2 separate regions of the Zea mays genome follow, and region 2 is linked to region 1. The links are chromatin contacts, called in public Hi-C maps. All regions are on one chromosome and are shown on one strand. The core of a region is the stretch at or near the end of the contact, and the rest is flanking DNA. Distances in the headings are between cores, read along the strand shown. Region 1 holds the start of LOC100278893. Region 2 holds the start of LOC100282124 (peroxidase 72).

Evidence for each region. Hi-C and Micro-C count contacts between places; a contact is called where the count stands out from the background.
Region 2: a contact with region 1 is called in a Hi-C map of ear, with 2.8 times the contacts expected there. The contact joins the promoter of LOC100282124 here to the promoter of LOC100278893 in region 1. A contact is called at or near these places in 2 of 25 Hi-C or Micro-C datasets (ear and leaf).

Annotation. Positions count from the first base shown.
Region 1 is chr3:39,766,828-39,773,595 of Zm-B73-REFERENCE-NAM-5.0, forward strand. It overlaps LOC100278893, which reads left to right and starts at 3,982. Exons shown (of 4, transcript NM_001152022.1): 1 at 3,982-4,292. The coding sequence starts at 4,096.
Region 2 is chr3:40,544,217-40,551,579 of Zm-B73-REFERENCE-NAM-5.0, forward strand. It overlaps LOC100282124 (peroxidase 72), which reads right to left and starts at 4,962. Exons shown (of 4, transcript NM_001155037.2): 1 at 4,664-4,962; 2 at 3,840-4,031; 3 at 3,542-3,707; 4 at 2,751-3,440. The coding sequence starts at 4,888. The coding sequence ends at 3,022. It overlaps LOC103649988 (pentatricopeptide repeat-containing protein At5g57250, mitochondrial), which reads left to right. Exons shown (of 6, transcript XM_020550186.2): 1 at 1-673; 2 at 913-1,077; 3 at 1,169-1,237; 4 at 1,373-1,480; 5 at 4,598-5,912; 6 at 6,064-6,588. The coding sequence ends at 602.

The sequences.
Region 1 (6,768 bases), core at 2,732-5,231:
TTTTACCAAGGTATCTGGAACCACGCAAGGTCCCGACTAATCCTCGTTGGTGCCCCTACGCAAAGTTGCCCATGCGAGGGCCAAGCACCTCGGTCGAGTAACTCCGTAGAGAGTCGCGGGCCTTCTCCACACGCAAGTGGTGCTTCGCTTCCGACTCCTCTCGGACGCTCCCCGCCGTCTCCACTATCGAGCTTCCGGCCAAAACACTGCGGGCCTCGTTCCCTCCGGTACACGGTGGCGACCGTGACACAAATGCGGTTGTCACGGTCTCGCAAGACTCTCGCCCCCACTCGGTACAATTACAACAGCTCGCGCAAGAGCCGACGGGTTGTGTGGTTTGTCTAAACTCACTCAACTAACTAGGATTCACCTAGAGCAAGCGCTAATGCGGTCTAACTAACCTAAGCACTTCGCAAAGCACCTACGCTAATCACCGAGTGATTCTATTAAGCACTTGGGTGTTTGAGCACTTGGAAATGTCTACAATATGCCTTGGTATGTTGCTTGGGCTCCCACTCCTTCAAATGGCTGGTTGGGTGAAATATATATAGGCCCCAACTCAACTAGCCGTTGAAAAGCAGACTGTTGTAAGGGTGGCACACCGGACAGTCCTGTCAGCCCACGGTGTGCCAACTGTGTGCCAACGGTGCACCAACTGTGTGCCACTGGTGAGCCAACTGTGTGCCAACGGTGTGCAGCCAACGGCTACTTCTGACACACCGGACAGTCCGGTGCACCAACAGTGTGCCAACGGTGAGCCAACTATGTGCCACCGGTGAGCCAACGACGTGCAGCCAACGACTAGTTCTGATAGCTAGCCGTTACGTGCACCGGACAGTGAATAGTGATTGTCCGGTGCACACCGGACAGTCTGATGCCTCCTCTCAGAATGGAAACTCTGTTGGCTGTCCTGTGCGCCAACTGTGTGCCACCGGTGAGCCAACTATGTGCCAACTGTGTGCAGCCAATGGCTAGTTCTGACAGCTAGCCGTTACGTGCACCAGACAGTGAACAATGATTGTTTGGACAGTTCGGTGCCTCCTCTCAGACATGGAGCAAATGGAAACTCTATTGGCTGTCCTGTGCGCCAACTGTGTGCCACCGGTGAACCAACTTTGTGCCACCAGTGAGCCAATTGTGTGCCACAGGTGAGCCAACTGTGTGCCACCAGTGCGCCAGCTGACATCCCATCTTCTAGGTCTTCTGTATTTTGTTCTTGGGCTCCTTTGGTCTTGAGTCTTGGAATTTTAAGCTCTTTTTATGTCTTCATTTGAGGTGTTGCATCCTCAGTGTCTTAGTCTAATCCTTTTCACATCCTGTGAACTATAAACATAAACACTAGCAAACACATTAGTCAATAGGTTATGTTGATCATCAAACACCAAAACCTATTGAGCCAAATGACCCGACGTCATTTTCCTTACAGAAATGTTATTAAGAGATTTTTTGGAGTGTTAAAGTTAAAGTGAAAAATTTTATACAAAATTCCTAATTATCCAATGTGGAATAAAAAAAGTATGGTTGTTGCTTGTATGGTCTTTCATAATTTTATTCATGAGTGTGGTAGTGAAGATTTAGACTTCGCTCCATCTCGATTGCGGTCCTTATTTTAGCTCTACAATACCAGAAAGGTATAATTGATATGCAATTATATTGAATAGTACTACTTTAAAAGTCAATGCCACCACTATGGATATATTTGGTGATGACTTGGCCATGACTCTTGCTCTTGCTTGAAATTAGCATGTAATAAAATACTACTCTTCATTTAATCTTTAGTTATTGCTATGCATGAATTATCATAATATTATTGAGATGTTGTCATAGATATGAGTTAATTAATTATCTATCCTACGTATCAAGATATTGCATTTGTGTTAAAAATATTCCATTTTTAGAATAAATCAGAACAAATATGCGTGCTATATGTATCAATCTAAGGGTAAAACATGTAGTTTCCATAGAAAACTTTCGTGGATATGAAGTTGATGTGTAGTAAAAACAATTTCCTCATAGACCTTGGGTAGATCTCATATATATGATGAGGCTGATCCATGGTGAATCTCATGTCTAGATTTACCTTTTTATATTAAGCTATTTTTAATAAAGTAGAGCTATTTTAGTGCATCATGACTCTAGAAATTGTGCTAAACACACTCATAATCTCTACAACAACCGCTAAGAGTGTATTTGGTCCAACTGTAGATTACTAAAAATCTAATTTTAGCCACGAGCCATGAGAAAAGCTACTACAAGCTAACAACTATGGAAAAGCTGGAATCTATTTGGTTGAAAAACTATTAACTATAGATTCTATAAGATGATAATAACTTGTCAATATGGCAGGAGAGACGTCGCCCAGGCCTCTTGAAAGAGATGATTCGGCAGCATATCATCATCGGCAATGGGGCGGTACGCATGCCACGGGGTCCTACTCCCACAACACTAGGTTCAAACATCGTGTCTGTAGCAATGTCCAATCCAATGCATACATAAGACCCTACACGAGTAACATATATGACGGTGACAACAACTAAAACGATAGATGTTGCATCATTGTCTTTTATGGGGATGTAGTCTTGCAGTCACAAAGCATCAAAGTGTAGGCTGGAGAGGTGTTGAAGCGGGCAACAACATATATGAACGAACAATGTGAATGTTGGGCGATGAGCAACGTTGAAATGTCGCTGAGAAAGAGGTACAACGGTTTAGGGACAAATAATCCATGTCATTAACCTCTAAGTCGGGCACAGAAACATACCATGTGTTTGGTTGCCTGTATTTGCTGGTGCTTGCATCGCAGGATGCAATAAGCTGGTGTTTGATTGTTATCAACCAGGCTCTACGCATGCGAGGTGTGTGTTTGGTTACCTGCGTACAGATGTGGAGTCAGACTCGCACGATACTTAAAGCATCTTGAGCCAGGCTCTGCAGACGCGAGCAAACTGTTCGCATCTCTGGAGCCAGGCTCCCGCCGACCTGGCTTATGCAGTCGGGCTACCGGGAGAAGCCAACCAAACATGTGGATAGTGTCGATTCTGGTCGCCGTTAGAAGGTGTTGTCAAGTAAGGGGTGTTTAAATACACTAGAGCTAATAGTTAGTAGTTAAAATTAGTTGGAGACATCTAAACACCCTAACTAATAGTTCAACTATTTTTAATAAATTAGTTAATAGTTAGTTAGCTAATTCAACTAGTAATTTTTTAGCCAACTAACTATTAGTTCTAGTGCATTTAAACACCCTCTAAGACTATCTCTAATACTTTACCAGTGGAGATCCCTATATTCTGCTGGACACAGGACATGTTCTAATAGCTGACCGACAAGTTGAGTGAGAATGTTTGAATAGAAAATAAAATGGTTCGATGTAATATTGGTAACTAGGTAATATTTTTAAAATTTAGATATAGAAATATGAAAAATATAGCATATAAAGAGATTCTAGATTAAACTAGCGATATATTTTTAGGAATTTATTTTGCTTTCGGACCTTTTATTTTTACTGAGATTCTAGATTTTTGATAGAAATAAGCGGTGTTTGAATGCACTAGAGCTAATAGTTAGTTGACTAAAAAGTTATTAGTGGAATTAGATAGCTAACAAATAGCCAGCTATCTATTAACTAATTTACTAAAATAGCTAATACTTAAACTATTAGCTACGTTGTTTGGATTTCTTCAACTAATTTTAGTCATTAACTATTAGATCTAGTACATTCAAATACTTTAAAAGAGTGTTTGAATGCACTAGAGCTAGCTAAAAATTGGTATTAGAATTAGCTAGCTAACAAATAGCTAGTTAACTAGTAGATAATTTATTAAAAATAGTTAGTAGCTAAAATATTAGCTAGAGTGCTTAGATGTTTCTAGCCAATTTTAGTCACTAACTATTAACTATACAACATTCAAACACTAAAAACCAACAAATAATTTTTTTGTTTGCCTTTAATTCGTAGCACACTGGATTGCATTCTGAACAGCTGTCGGAAGCTGTCTTTCCATGATCTAGGAGCCGTCGCCGTCGAGAGCTGAGGCGAAGCAACATAGAAGACGAGGGGGGAGTGCGACTCCTCGTGACTTGTGAGGGAGAGAAGCCATGGCGGAGATGGAGCCGAGCATCGGGAACCATATGGCCGAAGACCAACCGACTCCGGCCGCCTCCACTGTCGAGGAGGCCGCTATGGATGCAGATACCAGCGGCGAGCGGCGTAGCGCTGCCGCGTTGGTGGGCCTGCTCCGCGGGTTCCTCGCCGTGCAACAGCGCCGGGCCGAGGCCTACTCCACGCTACGAAGGTACCGCCGTCGTTTTCCGGTGCGGCCCAGCCGTCCCAGTTCTGAACTATGAACCCTAATGGTCATACAAAAGATTTCTGGTGACGTGTTAAAGACTCTGTAGTGCTGTAGGCCAGATTGTGCTGGACTCTAGTTCTGATATGATTCTGTAGCATTTTATTTTATTAGCCTTGAACGCGGTAGTCGATACAGTATAGGCCTGTTTCAAAGGTTCATCGGAAACAGTTCTGTTCCTGCCAAAATTGGGGAATTTCCAGCAAAAACATTAGATATCCATCCTGTGAGCAGCCCATCCCCGTCATGATGTCTCTGTCTGCTCTCCTGTCATCTCATCTAGTTATTTTTGGTGCTTCAGTTTATTGGTTTTTTGCATCCTGAAGTGATGTGTTTCTATGTTATGTTCGTAGTTTTAGGTTGTGTTGCTGGTGTGCAGTGTGGATTTGAGTTATACTTGTTGGGTGGTTAGAGTAATTATTTTCGTCTTACACCATAACTTTGGATTGTGATTGGAACATAGCTTTGAACTGTGGATCCTTGCACCATATATTAGGCTGTGTTTGGTTCAGCTTCTGGAAAGTGTTTCTAATGAGAAGCTGAAGCTCAACCAAATGTTTAGAACCTGAAACTGCTTTTCCAGAAGCAGTTCCTTTCGTGTAACTTAATTTTCACCGCTTCTTGGACCCTTATTTTGGCTTTCGACTTTCCCAAATAGGTGGAAATAGTGAGACTTTTAATATTTTATAGCTGTTTCGAGGGAAATGAAGAGACGGTGTAAGTTTTATAGTTGTTTCAACCAAAAAACAAAAAACTTACAATCTTTTGCCAACACATAGCTCACAACAACTTTTTTTATAGCTCACAAACAGACCTTTAGAATCTGTAATGTTTTAGTTAAGCTTCCTTTTCCCTTAAAATTCCCTATAGCGGATTGATAAAACTGAATTCCATGTTATAGGGGAGGGCTTCTATAGCAATTGAGAAAATCCATCCCCTTTACGTTCATGAGACCCACATGTCATTGCAACTCTCTTCTTTTATCTTCCTGTTCTCTCTTTCCTCTCCCTCCCATCTCTTTCAGTGCTTGCCCAAGGTGACAATGTGGCGACCCAAGTGCTCGTCTGCCTAGCGCGGTCTGGGCCCGCGTGCCCAGTGTGGCAGTGGTGTGGCGGTGTGGCCAACCCACACACTTGACTGCCCGAAGTGGTGTCGGCGGCATGGGGCCTGCGTGCTTCGTGCTTGGTGCACTGGTGTTGCGGTGGTGCTCCAGTCCTATCCTATGGACCCACAAGGCCACAATCTTAGTGACATGAGGAGGAAGAAAGGAGATTTTGAGAGGTTGAGAAAAAAATTAGGAAAGGGGATGTGTTGGAGCTTGTTTTTTTTGCTTCAATCCTTTTCATTGCTGGTTACAGGGAGAGGGGATTGTTTTGGTAAAGATTCTCTTAGGATTTAGGAAGTTTCTAGCATTGAACCCTCCAAAGTTGTTCATTGTGTATAATAGTAGGCCTAAAATTCTTCGGACATAAAAATAGATGTTTTGTGCAATTTTAAATGAGAACTTCGCCTACGTAGGAAGGTCAGATGCCATGTTAGCTTGGAATAAATTTTGAGATGGAAGGGACAGATGACAAGAAAGGTTCAATTGTTTTCAGTTTGCAGTAGTCTCCTCTACCTTTGGGATACTAGATAAGGTCCATTTACATTTTGATGCACTACCAGTTATATACAAAGGACTAAAGGAGTAACAAGGTAGAATTCAATAGTATGTGCAGAATGCTCATTTGGTAGTTTCTTTTCCCATCAGGAGGACTGTTGAATTTCTTGCTATGGTTCCAATGTGTATGTATGTTTCCCAACAGAATTTTTATAATGTTCAGACCTATTATACAAACGGGTCCGGTGTTATGTACCTACATAAGTTTTTCTTGGTCTTGCGGGTTGTTGATCTAGCTCTATGTTTTTTTTTGCTTATAACCCACTAGAAATTTAGGTATCTGTCATGTAATATATTCAGAAAAGGAGAACATACCTCAGAATATTAGCAAAAGGAATTTGCATCGTCACTATATTTGTATAATTCCATGCTAGAATGGTTCAAGCGGTAAAATTTAAAATGTCATTGTCACAACCATGCGGGGGGGGGGGGGGGGGGTGCTTGCTGCTGTTATGTGGGGTGGGAGAGGAGGGGATGGGAGGGAGCAATGGCTCTATGCTTGCTTAGGCTAACTCCAACAGAGTACCTATCGTGACACCTAAATCTATTATAGATATCTAAATGACACTATAGCATCTCGAACAGGTAATTTAAACTCGATACCCATTTTAGATGTGATGTGGGAGAGTACCTATATATTGATGGCCATTTTCTCAAACGTGTATTTGGGCACAAAAATATTTGGGTCTCGTCTTTCGGCTGACTGCATAACACGAACGTGTATTTGGATTCCCATTTTTGCATATTATTGTTAGAGTTAGC
Region 2 (7,363 bases), core at 3,712-6,211, 780 kb after region 1:
GGAATATAGATCCTGATTTTGTTGGTTTCATGAGCCTTATCAAAGGACTCTATGCAAAAGGAAGGATGGAAGAATCCAGGGGCATCTTGAGGGAGATGTTTCAGTGCAAAGAAGTCACGGAGTTAATAAACAGTGTTGGAGATAAGATTCAGGCAGAGTCCCTTGTTGATCTCCTATCTTCTGCATGTGATCAGGGGAGGATTGATGAGATTGTAACAATCCTAAATGAAGTGGGACTCATGCTTTTATCCTCTTCAAATTCTATCAGCTATAATGCGCTTGCGCATATAAAAAAGGTACAGAAAACTGAGGATGCTTATGGTTCCATGTCAAATTCAGGACAAGCAAGTCCAGTCGCTTATGATATTTCAAGCAATAGTCTTTGTAGGAGTTCTGATGGAAAAGTTCAATCCATGATAGATGGAGATGATAGTTTATCAAAATCGAGTGGTGACACTGATATTGACTACCGAAATTTGCTTGGGAAGTCTTTCAATGATGATTTTGAGTCATATTATGCTGGTATTGCTTCACTTTGCTCGAAAGGGGAGCTTCTTAAGGCCAACAAGGCAGTTGAAGCAATGATTCAGAATTGTGGTTAAATTTGGTTACTGCTCAACTTTTTAGGGAAACCTTTCCTGCTGCAGTATCAAGATTGCAAACATATTAACTCGTAAGTACAGCATGTTTTTCTTGATACAGTTGAGACTTGATGTTACAACATTGGGGTTTAAAAAAAGTTGTAATTACTTTTTTTTGCATTTTAGCCTGTCTTGTTTAGAAAAGTAAAACTGTGCTTTGGGTTCATCACACAACCATCACATGATCTAGTGCACTCTTTATTGTAACCTTTTGTCTCTTCTGTTCTTCCCAAAACAGACACCATATCAAAACATATCCCACTTTCCACAGGAGTCGAGAGAGCGTCTGCTGGTTGACCCATGGCACTGACCCATATAGTTCTGAATATTTGATGGTTCAATATGGTTTAAGGTTCTGAAAGGCCTGGAGGTTGAGGATGCATCTTGTTAGATTCAACCACTTTATAACCCTCAGCTGATATCCTTTGTCTTCTAGGTATGTTTTCTGCTGGGTGAGTTCCAATGCATTCTTTTTGTTTTCAATTTCCCCAGCATTGACTGACGATACTCCTCTAGACATCTACCAGGCCTCTGGTGTAAATGTTGAACTGTAGGACATGAGTAAAAGAGAGCCAATAGACCAGCGGGTTTTGCAAGTAAATAGCTTCTTTAACTCGTACTTACTCTATTACTTATTTTCTCATCATTAGCCCCATTTCCAAATGTAATTGCTTTCTGGATCCTTGAACTGTATTTATCTCTCCTTGAACTTTATTTATCTCTCATTTCAGATGCGTTTTCTTTAAATACATGAAAGCAGAAGCTGTCCTATGATTTCCCTCATATCAGTGTTCAAGAATCTGAAACAATACCGACATATATGAGGCTGACACAACCAGGTACCTTCTAGCATTGCATATGAAATATCATCCAGTGATATTAACATTGTTAAGACATTAGTTTGAATGCTTGCATGGGAACCCTATAGATTTCTATCAGGCACGACAACCTGACTACGGAGGTCGCATGAATGTATTTTTGGTCCTCCCTTATGATGATTGAAGTTTTTCCTTTGGAATCCACTTCCTCTGTGTTAAAGTGTATAAGTGGATTGCCTACCTTCTCCCAATTGCTTAAGTATTTGGGTTGAACTGGTTAGTGCGTCTGATATCAAAGCCAGATGTCTCGAGTTCAAATCCTGACATATGCTTTATTTGTACCTCCACCCCTTTATTTCCACATTTGTGTCTTTCTCTCCGGCTACATGTGAGTGGGAGTGTATAAGTGGATTGTCTACCTTCTCCCAATAGCTTAAGCTTTTGGGTTGAACTAGTTAGTGCATCCACTCTAACACTTTGATGTGTTGGTTCTAGATTTGTGCACATGAGTTAAGAAAGTAGATCACATTCATTTGTGAGACTGGTAGCATTTATTAATTTGGAACAAGGAAGAGAAGGGTAAGTATACATAGAATGACCTACATTTGGAGAAAATTTGAGAAGTCTAAAGAGACCAAAATTTGGAATCTGGGGAGTAACTGTTGCCCATATTTGATTCCAATATGGTATGAGAGCTAGGGTTAAGGGGGAGCGAGATCGCTGGCCAGGGGCCTTTGCCCACGGGTGAGCAAGAAGAAGGATTTTTTTGTTAACTCCTGCTTAATTCAATCAATAACAACATAATACACCTGGCATTACATAGCCTGGCCCTCGTACATGATGAACTAACAAACCAAGCAGGAAACTAGCAATCTTGTCTAACTAACCTGATCTGCCAACTTAGCAGTTAAGAAACTAAACAAACTAATGCAGGTAGATGGGTTATCCTGGAACCCTGGATGCCAAGCTAGCAGCACCCATGCCTGCGTCCATAACACTTCATCCCGCCTTGATAAGCAGCTTGCCCTCATCAAGAGGCAGCAACTTACCAGCATGGCAACAAGAGGCACGGCACGACGTAACAAAAGGCATCGGTCTCGACATCATCTCAGAATAAGCTTAAGATCTTGTTAGAGACTTGTTACCTATTTCCCAGCAGATTAGTTGGCTTGTTATCTCATTTTGGTAGGCCTCTAGATTTGGATATAATGCCTGAACAATTGTTATGTTACAAAGCACAGCGCCGCTGCAACACTGATAAATGCCAACTGGAATGGTAGATGAACTCTTCAAGAAACAGGTGGACATATTCCATGAGTTTATTGAGTTGTGATTTTGGTTTTGGGAGTCAAAACATCACAGGTCAAATAAGCAGATCTATGGCAACCGAAGAATGAACACATCTTATACATTGAGTTATTAATAGATACACATTTTACAATGTGTTAAATAAAACCCCAAAGATCGATAATATGATAAAATCACAGCCATGCTTACTTATTTAAACAAAATACGCCACCAACATCACGAACAATTCAGCACATCAAGCGACTTCAGTGCCCTCAGTGGTCATTGTTGAGCCTCCTGCAGTTCTTCCTGATCTCACCTTGTGACCCTGTCAGTGGCGAGATGTTGCCCATATTCACCATAGACTGTGCAAAGTGCTGGAAGAAGAGATTGACATCAGCAGCATATGCCTTCACGAGGGCCGCTGTCTCAGCGCTCTTGGTTAACAGAATCTCATCAGAGCTTAGAAGGCCCTTGCCGGCCAGGAGGTTCTTGTAGTAAAAATTGTCAAACTTGGCAGGGGTGATGAAGTCCAAGGGGAAGAGGTTGTTGTCACCACCAGAGCGGGGGCATCCCTGCCTCAGCTTTGCGGCGTAGGATACATCCAGTGTGCTGTCAGCCATGCCATTGCCTGTCTGGTTGTATAGCCTCTGCCGGAAACTAGTGCACCGAGACATACCAATGGTGTGACCACCTGTATTCACACATGATATTGTATCCATGCGTAATATGAGTGTGCGCTAAGTTGGTGAATAACGAAGGACAGATGTTACTAATAAATACAAGAAAAATCACCTGAGAGGGCGACAACATCAACAACATTGAGGCCCTGGCGCTTGAACTTGGTGATGATAGTGGGGAGTGTGTTGTTGGGGGCTGGGATGTCATTGTTGGAGCCCTGGATGCTTGCACCGAGCGAGTCTCTCCGGCCAAGTGGCACGTCCCAGTATGGTCCACCAACCTACGGTTTAGAGCTCAGAAAATATCTAAGTTTGCCAAAGCTATCACTATATATATATATATACACTCACAAATATCATGTCTGTTCCTTGAGGTTGGAAAGGATTGTCGATAGTGGAAGTGTGGAACATACCAGGGCGGTGGAATCACGAGCCGCAAGGGCAACAATGTCGGCACAGGAGACTGTGCCTGGGCAGGCAGCCTCAAGAGCAGCCTTAATCTGGTCGATCACCTCAAACCCCCTGAGGGAGTTCCTGTTCGGGTTGGACCCTTTCTCACTAACTATGCTGCTGCTGTTGTCCAACAGCACCGAAGCATCGCAGCCCTACACATGTAACAGTGTTGTAAATGATTGGTAATTACTAGCCACGTGGAATAGTTTAGAGTTTAAGCACACACTACAGGGTAGTGGTGACAGTAGATTACAGAGCACATGCGTTGCACTGAGAGCTCCAATCATTGCGCACTAGAGTTAAGTAAACATCTTCTCGAGTGGCTCAAAAAAAGGACATCTTATACAGCACTCAAAAAAGGAGAACAATAGAGTAAATTAATCATAGTACTGGCTCAATCATGTCACCGGGACATTAGGGCTGGCATGGGCAATGGTAGGCTTTCTCATCAATCAATAGTAACTAAAGAAGTTAGCCAAAATAATATAGATTCTCCCATGCTACCTTTTCTAATACTTAGGCATGCTAGCACAAGTGCATTTCAAGTTATTGGTCTGATACAGCCAAAGCTAGTAATGGGTTCATCCGTTTATCTTTGCCTTTCATATTCGCTTGCAACACCTTCATATGGATTACTCATAATCTTATTGCACCAACATATAGTTAAAAGACTTGAAGTACAAAACTTGTGTCGCTAACTTGTTATATTGTACTGCAGTATCAAGCTTTATAGTTTGTCAGAGCATGTAATATAAAGAACATAACAGAGGAAGCAGAATTGAACCTTGACAAAGCAGTCATGGAAATGCAGTCTGACCAAAGATGCCGCCATCCTGGTCTCCTTGGCCACAGCCTGTGCCACAATGGACTGCACAATCTCCTTCGCCTTGGGGCACGAATGGTCATAGAACTGTGGGAACAAGCCACCCCATGGGTGGCCAAGGACGGCACTGGGAAGGAGAGAAGAAACAAGGCAGAGCAAGACGAGACAACCCATGGAAGTTGCCATGTGAGTTACCTTCGCTGTATTATGTTATACGAGAAGAGTGTTGCTGGTTGATTGTTTCTTCTCCTCTTGTGGATGGTTTCATAAGATGGGCATATGGTGGTATATATAGCTGCAGGAAGTGGGTGTAGTGCATGTAAGGAAAGGAGAGTTGGTTTGGAGCAGGGGACGGTGGGGTCAGATGCAGCAGTCAGCCGGGTTGTTAGGGTGATGCGTATAGTATAAGGTAGCTAGCAAGAACTGTAGCAACTGCTATAGTAATCCCATCAAGTTACAATTCAGCTCTTACGTTCTTTGTAGCGGTTTGGTGCTTCAGTTTTAGCTCAAAGTGACAGATTAAAATTTTGGTCCTGGACAAGCGTAGGTGGAGTGAAAACAGCTCTGCCACTTATTAAACAGCAAGCACTGCTACATTTTTCTTCAAGGGCTGGAATAATGTGAAGGAGTGAAACTAAAATGACGAACCTATGATTAATTGATGATTATGCTGCTCATATATGCACATGCATTATGCAACTTGCCTGTTGAACAAAACTGCCTAAAGAGTAGAAGAACATCATGCAATTTTATTGTGAACAATCGCATTATGTAACAGCATCATATCCTGGATCTGGAGTCGTCCAGGAATGGACTTAAACTACCATAACAGGACAGGTGTCGCTTTACAGTAGATGAGTCATTGTTCTAACTTTATCCTAGATGTATCAAGTTTGTGCTAGGCCCCACCCATAACAAAGTAGTGATATACTGATATATTTGTCGAACCATATTTAAACCTTACGCAGCACATGACAATATAGCATACACTGTCTGAACTCAAGTAACCAAAGTACAAAAAGGCCAGCGAAAAGTGAGATTTTGCTTCTGAAATAATCCAACTACTTTTGTTATACTTAAGTGTCGTTATCTGCAGGGAAGGGAGGGTTGTGTCGAGCATGGATTCGTATCCCTGTCTTTGGGGACAAAAGTGTATACGAATGATGCTACAGCGGCACGCCTTTTTTTCGCACAAGCTTCATATGTATAGGTAACGTCTAAGATTTATCGCTCGTCTCGTGGTTTCACACCTTAAAGTTTGCTATATCAGCGTAGTGATCAATACGAAAGATGGATGATTCATCAAACGGCCGGAGCGCGTGCGTGCCTAAAACATGACTGGCTTCTGCTGTCCAATGCAGGAAACCTATAGCCGGTCCTGCAGCCAACACACACGCATGCTTCCGATCAGGTCAAACGCGGGGTGTGATGTACCAACGCCCAGTACACGGCGCGTCGTGATGATTCGCGTTAGGTGCTTGTGTTTGCATGGCCTACATTCATGTCAGCACGACCGGGTTCCTCGAAGGAGGCGTTGGTTGGAAAGCTTCCACACTGACATGACTACTGGTACCCGTAGGAGCTGCTTACATTTGTTCTTCTGCACACCACATAGTGAGTGGCCGTTTCTTGAAGGAAACATCGATCGGCGTTGGTTGCTACTGTTAAATAAACATAAAGGAGGCCATGCTGAAAATAAGGAAGTATTGTGAGATTATTTATACGACGTCATATCATAACGCAGTTAGCAGAGGAAGAAACAGCAGAGAGAAGAGCTCATGGAGAACGTGAGCTATAGTGGCGTACAACAGTGGTTTTCTATCTATGTATATCATTGGCTAGACAAATACTGTACCTCTGTATTGCGATGTTTGTCCAGTACTCCAGTCTACACACCCAGCAGGCTAGCAGGCATAAACGTCTAGCGAGTTTTTACGTGCTTGGATCATTACTGTATTCATATGCCGTATATCATTAGCCACCTTGGTACATGAACAGGGATAACATTATGAAATGGGGCAGGTGCTGAGCTTACTGATAGGTCACTATACATTTCGACCAAACATGATTGGTTCCTGCATAGCATTATTCCATCCGGTTCTTACATACATAGGTAAAAGCGCAAATATTATAAACATAGCCCTAGCAACTAACTAGAGCCTATCACATGCCTCAAAAAGAGAAAGCAAACTTTAGCATCCCTACTACTCTCACCCAGGGGCCAGGGGGAGACAAAAAGCGACATGTGCAAGACAGCCCAGTACCTGCTCTTGACTTTTGAGGCGCCGGATTTGTTTAGCCTGTTCGTTCATTTGGATTTAATCTTTACCGGCTTCTAATACTTCTACGGTGTTTTTATCTCTATGAATTATATCCGCAGCAGTCCAAACAACCCGTTTTAATCCGAAAATTTATTTTCCTACTGTTCCTCATTTTACTCCTATACAAGTTCAACCGCAATCACACGCTTCCACATCACTTTCCAAGTTAAACAACACTGCTCTTTCTAATACAGCTGAGGAATAATTTACCAATGATTTCGTGAGTCAGATAAAGCTGGCATGAATAATTAAACGGCACGATTATATAACTGATCAGAGAGCTGATTTATGCATTATATTTTACGTTGCATCCACCAACCCTGATGCGGTGGCCAGATTT